2 separate regions of the Anas platyrhynchos genome follow, and region 1 is linked to region 2. The links are chromatin contacts, called in public Hi-C maps. All regions are on one chromosome and are shown on one strand. The core of a region is the stretch at or near the end of the contact, and the rest is flanking DNA. Distances in the headings are between cores, read along the strand shown.

Region 1 (5,981 bases), core at 1,499-3,998, 380 kb after region 2:
TTAAGCACACATAAAAATTAAGTAGTCAGCAAAAGAGAAGCTTCTGGACCTTGAACATCAACCAACGTGATCATTTCCCAAAAGTAAGCAGCACTGGAGAGAAATCAAGTGAGATGTACAACTGAAAACATTTAGATGGGTTGCAATAGCGAAAGATAGTTTTCTGATATCTCACAAAAATTAGCAAGTGTCTTTTAGACATTCCCCTGGAAAGGTGCTGTTCATTTAATCTGCTGGACTAAGGTTATACTCTAAATGGCTGCAATAAGTAGAATTTCAAGTGCCTCAGCTGTCTGCTTTTTTCATTGTCTGTTGGTATTGTTGGTGGTCAGACACCAGTGGATCTTCCCTATAGACTTTGCCTCTCCCATGTAGTATTCTCTACTGCCAATTCACTTCTAAAATGTAATTACAAAAGGACCCAAAGCAGCCAGAAGCAGTTTCTTGAACACTCTCTAGTGGTACAGGTCACGTCTACCCTCTACGTTATTGCCCAAATTCATCCCTCTTCTGACTCACACTGGAACTAAAAGAAATGCCGAATTCCTTGAGGGGGCCTCAGGCCCTCTGACGTTCATACTTGCAGATTTTGAAATTTGTAACTCTAACAAGTACGTGTATAGAATAAGCAACAGACCAGATGCCTCCATGAGAGATATATTCTGTGGGTAATATCTGGGGGGGGGGGGGAGGGAAAGAAAGATGGGGTGGAGTGTACCAGAGACTGAGGAAGGAGAGAAATGTATCTGATGAAACAGATATTGCTCAATGTCATCTAACCTTCCCCATGCCCACAAGAATCCTTGGCCTAAACAGAGACAAATAAGACTAATCTTGTAGGCTTGCATTATGTGGAAGCAGAGATAACTTTGCAATGTTGAATCTGTTTGCACTCCTGAGCATATAAGCATTCAGATTTATGTCACAAATTAAATCCCTTGTGTCCCTCTCTTCCTCCTCCTGAACTCAGCCTGCCGCTCACCCTTCTCCCATTTGTATGCTTGTTAGGTATCATGGGTCAGTGCCAGTGTTTGGCTTTGAAGTTTTTGAAGGAAACACTTCAGTAAACATCTCAAAGACTAGAGGCTTAAATACTCCAGTGTAGTGTGCTGTCCAGATGTTAAAAATGGCAGGATGAAAGCTTCACACCAGTCCTCCAACTTGTTCCCTATACACTAACGCACATGCAAGCGCACACAGAAATCAGGCACAAGGTGTTCGTAGGACATTTTTATCCCCATTACCATAGGCTTTCAGGAATTTCATGTACAAAAGTCTAAAGGAGCTCCTCAGACAAAATATGCCCCTACATATGGCTTGCTGGTTATCATGAGGCAAAACTAAGGACAGACATAAGCACACAATATTCTTGTTTAGAGAGTAGAGCATGCTACTTGATAAGATAGATCCCGCGCTTCATATTTCAGTTGAAGGTCCTTTCTCCTGCTGTTTCCTTTTCCATGTTGTTCTTTCACTGTTTGCAAGCAGCAAGCAACAAACGCAATACGAAATCAATCCAAGTATTGCAATTTAAAAAACTTGTGAGTATGCCAAGAGATGCTGCTCTAGCATTCCTCTTCCCCACGTTTTGAAAGTATTTAAGCCTTCAAGGTAATATAAAAGGAATGTGTCATATTGGGATTATGACACATATTGTGTATATTCTTTCACAGCTCTTCCTAGACAACTTTCATTTATATCCACCCAAGACTTTCACAGACATTGCCAACGTGGTAAAGCATATCATGATATCTCACATTCCTTCCCTAAAATCCCTTTACTGAGGTTGCTAAAACAGAGTAACTATATACAAACTAGGTTAAAACTCCGTAACCCACGTCTGGCTTTTATCACATCTGTTTTCAAAGAAAAGGGGAAAAATCATCAGAAAGACCACGTGAAAGTCACCACGTTGGTAGCTGCTGCATTTAACAAAGCAACTAATTAAGAACCTTGCTCTGCACAAGCGAGTCGGCATCAGTCGGGGCTGCTATAGGGAAGCCAAATGAGTGGGGTGTAAGTGGGGCACACTGGGGACAAAGCCTCACTGCTACAAACTTCTGGTGGGATTTCAGTGCAACGGAGAAGAGCAAAGAGCACCTAAGTGTTTTTTTTTTCTTTTTTCTTTTTTTTTTTTTCTTTAAAGGAGCTCATTTAGGCAGAGACAAGCACACAGCAGTGATTTCTCTGAAACATGAGCAACAAGTCTGTGTCCCAGCTGTGCAGGCATAATTTCACCGCAGTTCCTCTCTCAGTGGCGCATGGTTAGAAGTTGTAGTCGGGTCGTATTTTCAGAAATGTATAAAAATATGACAAAAGGAAGCAAAGAATGATCCCTGTAAGTTTAAACTTACACGCACGCTTTGTTTTGTTTTGTTCTGTTTTCCCTAACAAGTTCGACCATCAGCGAAATAACGCGAAGTTCTTAGAGTGGAAAAAAAGTTTTTAGAAAAAAAACGTATACACAAAAAGATGAGAAAGGAAAACTTTCAACTTACCCTTGCTGATCAGCAGTGAAGCTGGATCAGGATACTTCTCTGGAGGGTTAAAGTAAAATGGAAGAGCACGTTCAGGCACTCAGACCTGTCTATTTAAACTTTAAAAGTCTACTGCTGTTTTGTATTTTTCATCCTTCCTTCCCCACTAGTGAAAGAAAAGTGCTGATACCTCGTAAAAGTTTTTTCTAACTTGGAACACTGGGAGAGCTTTTAACAAGTTTTCAAGCCTCTGACTGTGAAAGAGGAGGGGAAAAGGAGGGGTAGCAGCCCAGGAGGAGGGGCACTCTGCAAATGGAGAGGAGGAAGGTGGGGGAGGAGGGCGAGAACTGACGGCACAGCAAAAACGGGGACGGCCAGGAGGAGAGCGTGAGCTCCTTCAGGTCGGCTCCTGCTGATGCAACAAAACCGCGGCCAGGGCAGGCCCCCGGGTCCCAGCCCCCGTTCCCCAGCTCCCGGTTCCCGGCCCGCCCTGGCCCAAGCCCGGCCGGGACAGGGAAGATGCTGCGGGTGGGGGACCGGCGTCAACCTCCCGGGTGCTAGGGCTGGGCTGCCCGGCTGCTGTCGCCGTCTCCTGATCACTGTGTGGAGAGAAAGCCCTCTCAAGTCCCCTTACGTTTTGTTGTTAGTATCACTTTGTTTACTCGGGTCCATTTCCTTTACGTGCAGACATGAAAGTACACGCAAGGACCGGTGTGTTTGTTTCGACGGGATATATCCATCACACATTTTTTAACTGTTGCTTGTGTGTCTGTGTGTGCATGCATCCCATGGGAGAAATGAAGAAATGATCTCACATTCCAGGAAACTCTTTCCAGGAAATTTCAGAAAATAAAGCACAGTTCAGAAATTCAGAGTTAAACAGTGGGAAGAAATGCTCCTGATAATTTTTCAACTCATTTTTACAGAACAAAAGCATGCTCCAAAGCTGATCTATTCAGTCAGAATGAAGCTGGTTTGGCTTTGCTCCTGACCAGTCCATGATTAAATGCTCCCTGCAAAAAGCCTCTTCTGCAGAAGAGAGATTAATTTATTTCGGTGTGTGTGCTAAGTTCCTCACACATGAAGTCCAAACTATGTTAGGAATCGGTCTTACACTTTGCGTGTCATGGGGCATTAGCTCCTCTGCAGGGTTGCTTAAGAGCTTTTCTAGACGCAGTCAGTGGTTTGATAGTTCTTAATGAAGTTTCGCATTTTGGATCGTACCAGCCTTGTTTGAGTTTCAGTTCCTCTTATTCTAATGGGATATTTCTGGGATCATCCATGTTAACTAGTATGGGAGAGTGTTTTTTGTTTTCTTTTTAAAGGTTATAAGAAAGGTGAGAAGTCCAGTAGTGGCCATTGAGAGTTTCCCAAGTAAAGGTCCTCATTTACAATTTATTCTTGAGGTAAAGAACACTACACTCTATAGCACAGCATAGATATTCCTGCTCATTTTTCGCAGCTTGTGCCTAAACTTTTTCCACTCTGAACTCACTAGATGAGAGAACTAAGACAAGACCTTTGTAGAAAGGCACTCAGCAGGGAGCTTTGAAGCTGCGAAAGACGCACACAATCATTATTCTTGCTCTGGAGTCGTTTGCAGAAGACCACACTGCCTCCTGTTTGAGAAGAAGAGCCAGTACACTAGAAGTGTCCACCCTCCATTCTCCTTCCTCCAGCTACAGACAAAGATGGTTGTTTCCCCAGCTTGCCCCCTTTTGCTTTGATTCTGGCTGTTAGCTTTGACAGCATTTTTTCCTTTTCACACACACACACACACACACACGCACACACACACACAAAAGTGTTAAAGTTTATGGCTTGGCCAAGCCATATGGCAGAAAGAAACCTTTTCTTCATCTTCTCTGAGTGTTGTTTTAAGGTGTCTTTTTCTCTTTACAGCTTGAGGAAAAGGAAAGTGGAAAGGAAGAAACAGAGCTCTGTGCTTAAAATGTGCTGGGACCGTCTTCAGAATTAAAATGTAATATACAAGCCATAGTGCCACAGTGTCTTCATGACTCTGTTATAGGTAGTGAGTGGAGTACACATAATGTTCTTACTACTGCCCCCTAAAACTCTGGTTATTCTACTGCAAAGTATAAAGTGCCAATGACATGGAAACATGCATGCTGTTGCAGGGACAAGGAGATTTGAGGTGTCCAATGTTTTTGTGCTGAAAAAGCTGCCCCTTAGGAAAGCAGTACTTTTTCGGGGGGTGGGGGGTGGGAACCACACACTAAAAACAGAAAAACCAGCAGAACAAAACACTCCCTTCCCCCCCCCAACCCCTTAAATTATAGCATGCAACCACACAATGCTATCATTCCCTCTCAAAGATCACAGGGTCCAGCTTGCCTGATCTTGCATTTTTCCCTGCACATTCCTGTATTGGCTTTGCAATTATTCAAGCATTCTGTTTTTAAAAGAAACACCTAGAAGTATTTCTCCACTTAAATAAACAAACAGTATTAGCAAGAAGCCCAACACTCACAAAGTCCACTTTAAAAAATAAAACACGTATGTTAGGGATGAATAATTTTGCAACAATAATAAACATAACACTTGGCTCTGATACAGCATTATCCACATGAAAAAAGGAAAGTATTTCAAGCCTCCACTGTGATACAGTGAAGAATTAGGAAGAATTATGAGTCCTGACAAAAATGCCTTGAAGACGTCTTTAAGAGTTTGGAAGTATGTCTCCATGATCACGTTTCACAGCCTTTTATCAGAACTTATTCAGCTTCAGATACAGCAGTGATCCACCATTTCAAAAGTTGACCAAAAAGTCTTGCACTCATTTTCACCGCAAATGGAAAGAAGCTTTTCAGACTGAACAAATGGTTTTTCACACAAACTCCTCTTCAGCTGAAACTGTGTTCAAGAGAAAAGCATGGAGGAGTCAGACCTGAGACCTCCTGCAAGTCTGTTTTTAATTAAGAGATGAGTAAAAAGATTGCACTTTGATTTGAAGCCTTATATTGCAGAATACAGACTCTTTAGACATCACAGAACTGAAGATTTGGGAGCCCAGAGCTCTCTGGGGCCAGTAATGCCCTCCATTGACATTCTGCCTTTTGGAGCAAGCAGCACTGTCTTGTGAAGCAATCTTTTAGCGTGGCAATGCTAGGACTGCAGAACCTGTTTGTGTTTGGTTTGGCAAGCTACAGCACTGTCAGTAAGGGCACGTTCACACTGCAACCCAGAGTCTGTACCAGAGCCTGGATAGCCCAGACTCCATCCAGTGCACCTCTGGGACTGAACCTTCGAGGGGACTTTCACAGGATTTCTGTCTACTCCATCACAAATCCCCAGCTCAATCAACGAAACAGTTTAGAGTTTAGTACTGCTGCTGCTTTTCTACACAGGCTTATCAAAAGGGGCTATAAATTCCAGTGGATTATTTAGTATTTACAGCCTTTGACACAGATTCACAGTTAATTCACAACTCAGTCCATTGTTTTCTTTCTATTACCTGAACATAAATACAGAATTCTATACAGA
Region 2 (5,803 bases), core at 721-3,220:
ATAGAAACCTGTAACTATTAATGACACAGCATTGAGAGATTTATTGCTACTTGTCTTTTCCCTGGACTTCCAGTTTTTCAGAATAAACATGTATTTTATCTCCATGGGTGTTCTGCTAATCCTCAGTTTCGTCTGAAGGTGGCAGCAACTTTCTTCAATAGAAAGTTTCAGTCTTCGGTTATGTTGTAGACTGATCACTATATTTTCTAGGTTCTCTACATTAGAAACTTTTAGCTACGCAAAGAGATGTACTTCTGTGTTTACTTTCTGGAACAACGAGCTTTCACTGTGAGATACAACATCCCTAAAAGTTTGCTAATAGTTGTCTGAAGATAACTTGCAATGTACAGTGATAAAAGTAGAGACACTGAATAATTTGCTATTTACATTTTGCATGGTAATACTGTCACAGAAGTCCCTTGACTGCAGCTACCAGTTTCCCTGATACTCTGTTATAAGATGCCTGCTGCGATGGCCCTACACAAATTTGGGGTGCTCTTCTTGCTGTGCTGTGCCCTTCAGTGCTCCTTGAGTTTTGGCTGCTCAGTATGTTGGAAGTGGAAAGATCTGGATGGGGCCCCAACACTCTGAAATAGAGGCACCTGTAGCTGTTCCTGAAGAGTCATCATGCACGATGTGTGAACATCAGAAAAGCACGTTTAACCTGGGTAGAGTTATTACCTAGACCTATTACACAAGGGTAAAGAGCTGTCAGTTTCACAAACTTCTGCTCCAAGATGGTTCTGTGATCAAAGTGCCTAAGGATTGGGACTTCAGTGGCTCCCCCATCCTGTCATGACCTTCCCTTGGTTATTCAGGCCACTTCCTTCACCTCTGGGTGTCCCACTTCCCCAGTTCAGGAGGAGAGAGAACAGCACTGTCTGCCACACACCTTTCTTCTGTCCTGCCAGTTTAGGCTGTAGACTGAGGCCAGGAAGTAAGTCTCTGTCACTGGGCCAGGTACTAGCACCAAGAGGGAAAGTTCCTCATCCAGACAGAGAAAGCTTATCATTATCACTGTAAAATAAATAATGATTCATCATCCACTTAGCACTAGGACGGCCCCAACTGTGGCTTCTCTCTAAATGGGAGGGAGGGGAGAGCTTGCACAGCTGTGCTAGTGAAAGCTGTGCTGCTGGGGACACGCTGGGTAGCCGAGAGTTTTCCAGCCTCCCTGGTAAATTTGTCTGTAATAGAGAAACTATTCCATGCACTGTTGTGTTATCTGTAACACATCTCTCTGCTTTTTTTCTTTTTTTTCCTTAAATTTTATTTTCTGAAATGGCACTGTTGAAGACCTTCACAATGGCTAAACAGATCCAAACAATAGCTGCAAGGACCACACCAGCTTGACAAGGCTGAATTACACACAGCCTATCCTTCAAGCTTTGAGTTCAGAAGGAAAGAAAGTGGAAAATGTTTTTTGCTTCTGACCTCTTAAGTGTCATCTTCTTAGCAGCTCAAATCACTCTTCAAAATTATTCTATTACTCATCCAGCTCCCTGACATCTGTTTCATTGTTTCCTGTCCAGGCAGTAATCCAAGTAACCAAAATAAATATTTTTTTGAAGCAGAACACCTTGTCTGTAAGCTTGCAGGGATGACAAACCACAGTAAATATTCCCAATTGTGTGAAGTTCTATCATTTTGACTTGAAAATCCTAGTGAGAAAAGGGATGAGGTAAAGATGTGCTTTTGTAAGAAGCTGGTTTTTGCTGCTGTGTGCACACCACACACATCCCTCGCTGGTGTAAATAGTGACATCAGCAGTGATGTCACTGATAGGGATATGTCACTGATTTACACTCACCAGTCTAAATAAACACTGCTTCCTAAGAAGTAGTAAAGAAGAGTATGAGTGGATTGATAGTTTGTCTTGATCAGCTAAATTATTTGGACAGTAAAGAGCTGTCAACACCTTAGACTTATGACTAAAGCTACAGGCAGTCAGAACAGCAACCAATGATGATAATTACAGAGCTAAGACAATAACACTGGGTGGGGTTCTGCTCTGTTAAATGGGCCAACGCTGATCTCATTTGCTGGGACAAGTGTAAATTCATTACTTCACTGAAGTTACTTGGATTATCAGTGAGATCAGAGTTTGGCTGCCTAACCATTATTGATTTCTGAAACATAATTTTAAAGCATTAACTACATATTCTAAAAATCTAGGACTGTGTCTAAACCACCCATCACTGCTTTACATTACCTTTTAGTAACAGGATCCCCAGATTCCCTGGAGAAGCTGAGCAGAGATTATGTTTTATCAGAAGTTTGTAGAAGTCCCAGCAATCCTTTGGGTCACAGAACCCAGACCCTGCAGTCATGGGTGGCCATGAAATGGGTCTTTTGTTTGTGGAAAGCAGTCCTGAAGTTGCACGGCCTTTCCTCCTGTAGATCTCCAAACACTTTATGAAGGCAGTTAAGCATTATAACTACACATATGAGACCCATTTAAATAGCAATAAGCCACACTAGGCTGAGAATATGTAGTCTGCTGATGCACATTACCAGTGGCTGAAAGTAAGACTGCTCATGATACACCTAATACATATGCCAGTTAGTCTCTCACTATAGTTTGGCAGTTTAATGTTTTAGGAGAACACAACAAATTAGATTCATCCAGAGTCCTAGGTGTGGAAAATGCAACCAATATTATCTTTCATGCTTGTGGCATACCTTGTGATGTCCGTCCTTCCTTCCTCTCTTCCTCTTTCTTTCTTTCTTTCTTTCTTTCTTTCTTTCTTTCTTTCTTTCTTTCTTTCTTTCTTTCTTTCTTTCTTTCTTTCTTTCTTTCTTTCTTTCTTTCTTTCTTTCTTTCTTTCTTTCTTTCTTTCTTTCTTTCTTTCTTTCTTTCTTTCTTTCTTTCTTTCTTTCTTTCTTTCTTTCTTTCTTTCTTTCTTTCTTTCTTTCTTTCTTTCTTTCTTTCTTTCTTTCTTTCTTTCTTTCTTTCTTTCTTTCTTTCTTTCTCTCTTTCTTTCTTGAACTAAGATACACTTTAGTACATGCAACATAGGTCTTTGATATACTGCAGAAAATTTCTGGAGATTGCCCTGGCAACATACAAAGAGAAAATATCAGCCCCTTGTGCTTGTTGTTTAACACGAACAGTTTGAAAGGGGAAGGCCATTTAGACTTCATTTAAAAGCTGAAAATTGATTCTGTTTGTTCCATGTGCTTTTATAATATGTGGTGCAGGCTTGCCCCCTAATAGAAGGGTTAGCTTTTCAAATGAGTAGCTTTTTACAGAGTAATCATGGCACATGTGAAAATGATGACAGACAAACCACAGACAGTTAAGGAATTGATCTGGCTCACTTAATCATGAAAAAGTTATGATGATTCTGTAAACCTTCAAGATATGTGGTGCATTTTGAGGTTCCTATTCCCAACCCTTGACACTGATCCTTGTCCTGTCAGCTGCAGCAATTCACTATTCTGAATGCAACTTCTCTTGCTCATAGAGAGATTCATGGGGTAACTCTGTGGTCCAATGCTCCCTGTCAGCAGCAGTCAGCAGAAATGGTTAATGTGGTTGGATTGCTCAGCACTACATCTGAACAAACCTTATTTGTTGTGTTAAACGTGGCTGCAACAGTGCTCATGTTACTTGGCATCAGTAGTAGCCTCAGTTTGTGTGACTTAGACTTGTTCCTCTTTTAAATTCACATCAGAACTATAAAGAGGATCATTAATGGGAGAGTGAGACATACTTAGGGGAGACAGAAGATAATGTAACTAATATTGAAATTAAAAACATATCTGTGTTTACGTGCATCTGTTCCTAAGTTTACAGATATATATTGTGAAGTTAATTTCATGGGGGAAAAAAAAAGGTGGTTTTGTATACCTCTTATTTTGGGTAGATTCTATTTTACTTGGTCATACTGATAGCATGGCTAAAGCATCCACAGTAAATAGTTGTCCAGCTGGCACTGAAGCAAGAAGATCTTTACAGGGAGTTTTACTCAATCTTATTTCCTAAAAAAAATGGACATGTTGAGGCAGGCAAATAAGTTTTCAGAAAACCTAGAAAGTTGTACTGCTTTGGCTATTAAGTCCTTCAGCTTCTGCCAGAATGTCCGTGAGAAGTAGCAAAACTTTTATATGAAGTATAGCTGTGAGATGAGGGTGCTGGAATGGAAACTTCATGCTTTTATTTCCTCATGTCACCAATTCAATGTCTGACCTTTGATAAATCCCATAACTGTTGTACAACTCAATTTTCCTTCCAGTGGCCTTGTCTTTCACCTTCATTAATTCCTAAAAGGCTGCTAATGCTTCATAGTCTTTGGTTGAAAGGTTTTAAGAAATTTGAAGCATTATACTGTGCAATAGTAATGATGATAAATATCTAGTTCATGCTTGTATATGTTTCTGATTTCTTGCTTTCTCAGCCTAAACAAAATCATTTTCATATTTTCCTCTCTTCCATTTTCCCTTCTTCTCAATATCTGTTTAGCTCCCCATCATCCAAAATGTCACTAGCTCTATTGCTCTTAGAAGTAAAGAATGCATTCTACTTTTAATCTACAATATCTCATATAGTCCTGTATGGAATTTACTGGGCAGATAGATGCATTTGCTAAACACTCTGCAGTATTATGGTCTGCCACAACACAGTATGCATCCATCTGGGAGCAATCAATGTGTTTCTGTATACTTCTTTGCTTATGTCCAAATAATCTTTTATGTACATCATGGCTTTGCAATTATTTGAAGCAGAATATGGTAGTGGAAGTACACTTGGCATTCAACTAGAGCACAAAAAGTTATTTCTGTGTTGTGTCCTATGGGTGAATTCCCCATATTGGTGCTCAACTCATATAAAAGAGGAATTCAAAAGCACTGCTCTATGTTCCCTGTTGCAAAGTTGATGTTTCCTGATATTAGTGTTTCTGTGGCTGTAGTTCTGGCATCCAGGGTAGCAGAAACCCAGGGGAAAGTGTGATAAAATCATAGTTTCTGTCTTCAGTGTGTTTTCAAAGAACTTTTTCTCTTAGGCATTCAATTCCTAATTATTTAAAGCTTTTTTTTTTTTTTTTTTTTTTTTTTACAACTTTTAAAAAGTTTATTTGCGAATGGAAAAATCTATAAATTCCAAGGAGCTGTTGTAAAGTGGTTTTGCTGGTAGCTGAACAAAGGACTGGATTGTGTTAAGCTATTCGTGTGAAATGACTGTTATTTGTTTCATTTTTGATAACAGAAAAAGAAAGAGCTAATATTAGGGAAAAAGCAACAACAAAAAACCAAATAACCCAGTTTACACACTTATTTTTTATTTGTAAATGATATTAGAGGCTGTATGTCTCTTCTATGTAATACAAAGGTCCATAACTATATACACATACTACCCATCCATATGAAAACCATCAAGCATCTTGGAAGTCTTCATAATGATCTAAGATATCAGTGGGCTATCCAAAAGTATCAATAAAGTGCTCTCTGAAATCAAATTGAACCGTAATTACCACCATTTTTCCAGATATTTGTCTATAAAATCCTCATCTGCACACACAAACAAGAGCTTACCAACCCAAATGTGAGAGTTATCTCTCCAGCCATGTAAAGTGCATATTGTGCATTTGAAGAGTTTTGCATGTATAATAAATTTGTTTGTCTGTCTAGAGGTATGAGAAATGATGCAAGCAGCTCTCATATTCTGCTGCCTTTTTTTTGTAGACAGTAAGGAGCAAGACTGTATAAAAGATTAAATGTTTTCCTTTCAAAAATCCAGATGAATGTATTAGTTTTGCATATGTGCCTGTCAGAATATCATGACAGTTTTGCATTCATATCA

What was found. Hi-C and Micro-C count contacts between places; a contact is called where the count stands out from the background.
Region 1: a contact with region 2 is called in a Hi-C map of subcutaneous adipose tissue, with 4 times the contacts expected there. The contact joins the promoter of GJA1 here to the enhancer-like site in region 2. A contact is called at or near these places in 3 of 8 Hi-C or Micro-C datasets (F1 follicle, skeletal muscle and subcutaneous adipose tissue).

The regions. Positions count from the first base shown.
Region 1 is chr3:67,752,344-67,758,324 of IASCAAS_PekinDuck_T2T, forward strand. GJA1 (gap junction protein alpha 1) reads right to left here and starts at 2,749. Exons shown (of 2, transcript XM_005017369.6): 1 at 2,499-2,749.
Region 2 is chr3:67,376,776-67,382,578 of IASCAAS_PekinDuck_T2T, forward strand. No RefSeq gene overlaps it. Among named protein-coding and RNA genes, the nearest start is that of HSF2, 48 kb to the left of the region's middle. Within about 2 kb of position 1,971, at least 2 of the 8 cell types and tissues checked have an H3K27ac peak or open chromatin away from gene starts, as enhancers often do. A contact at or near this core is called in F1 follicle and subcutaneous adipose tissue, where this site is marked.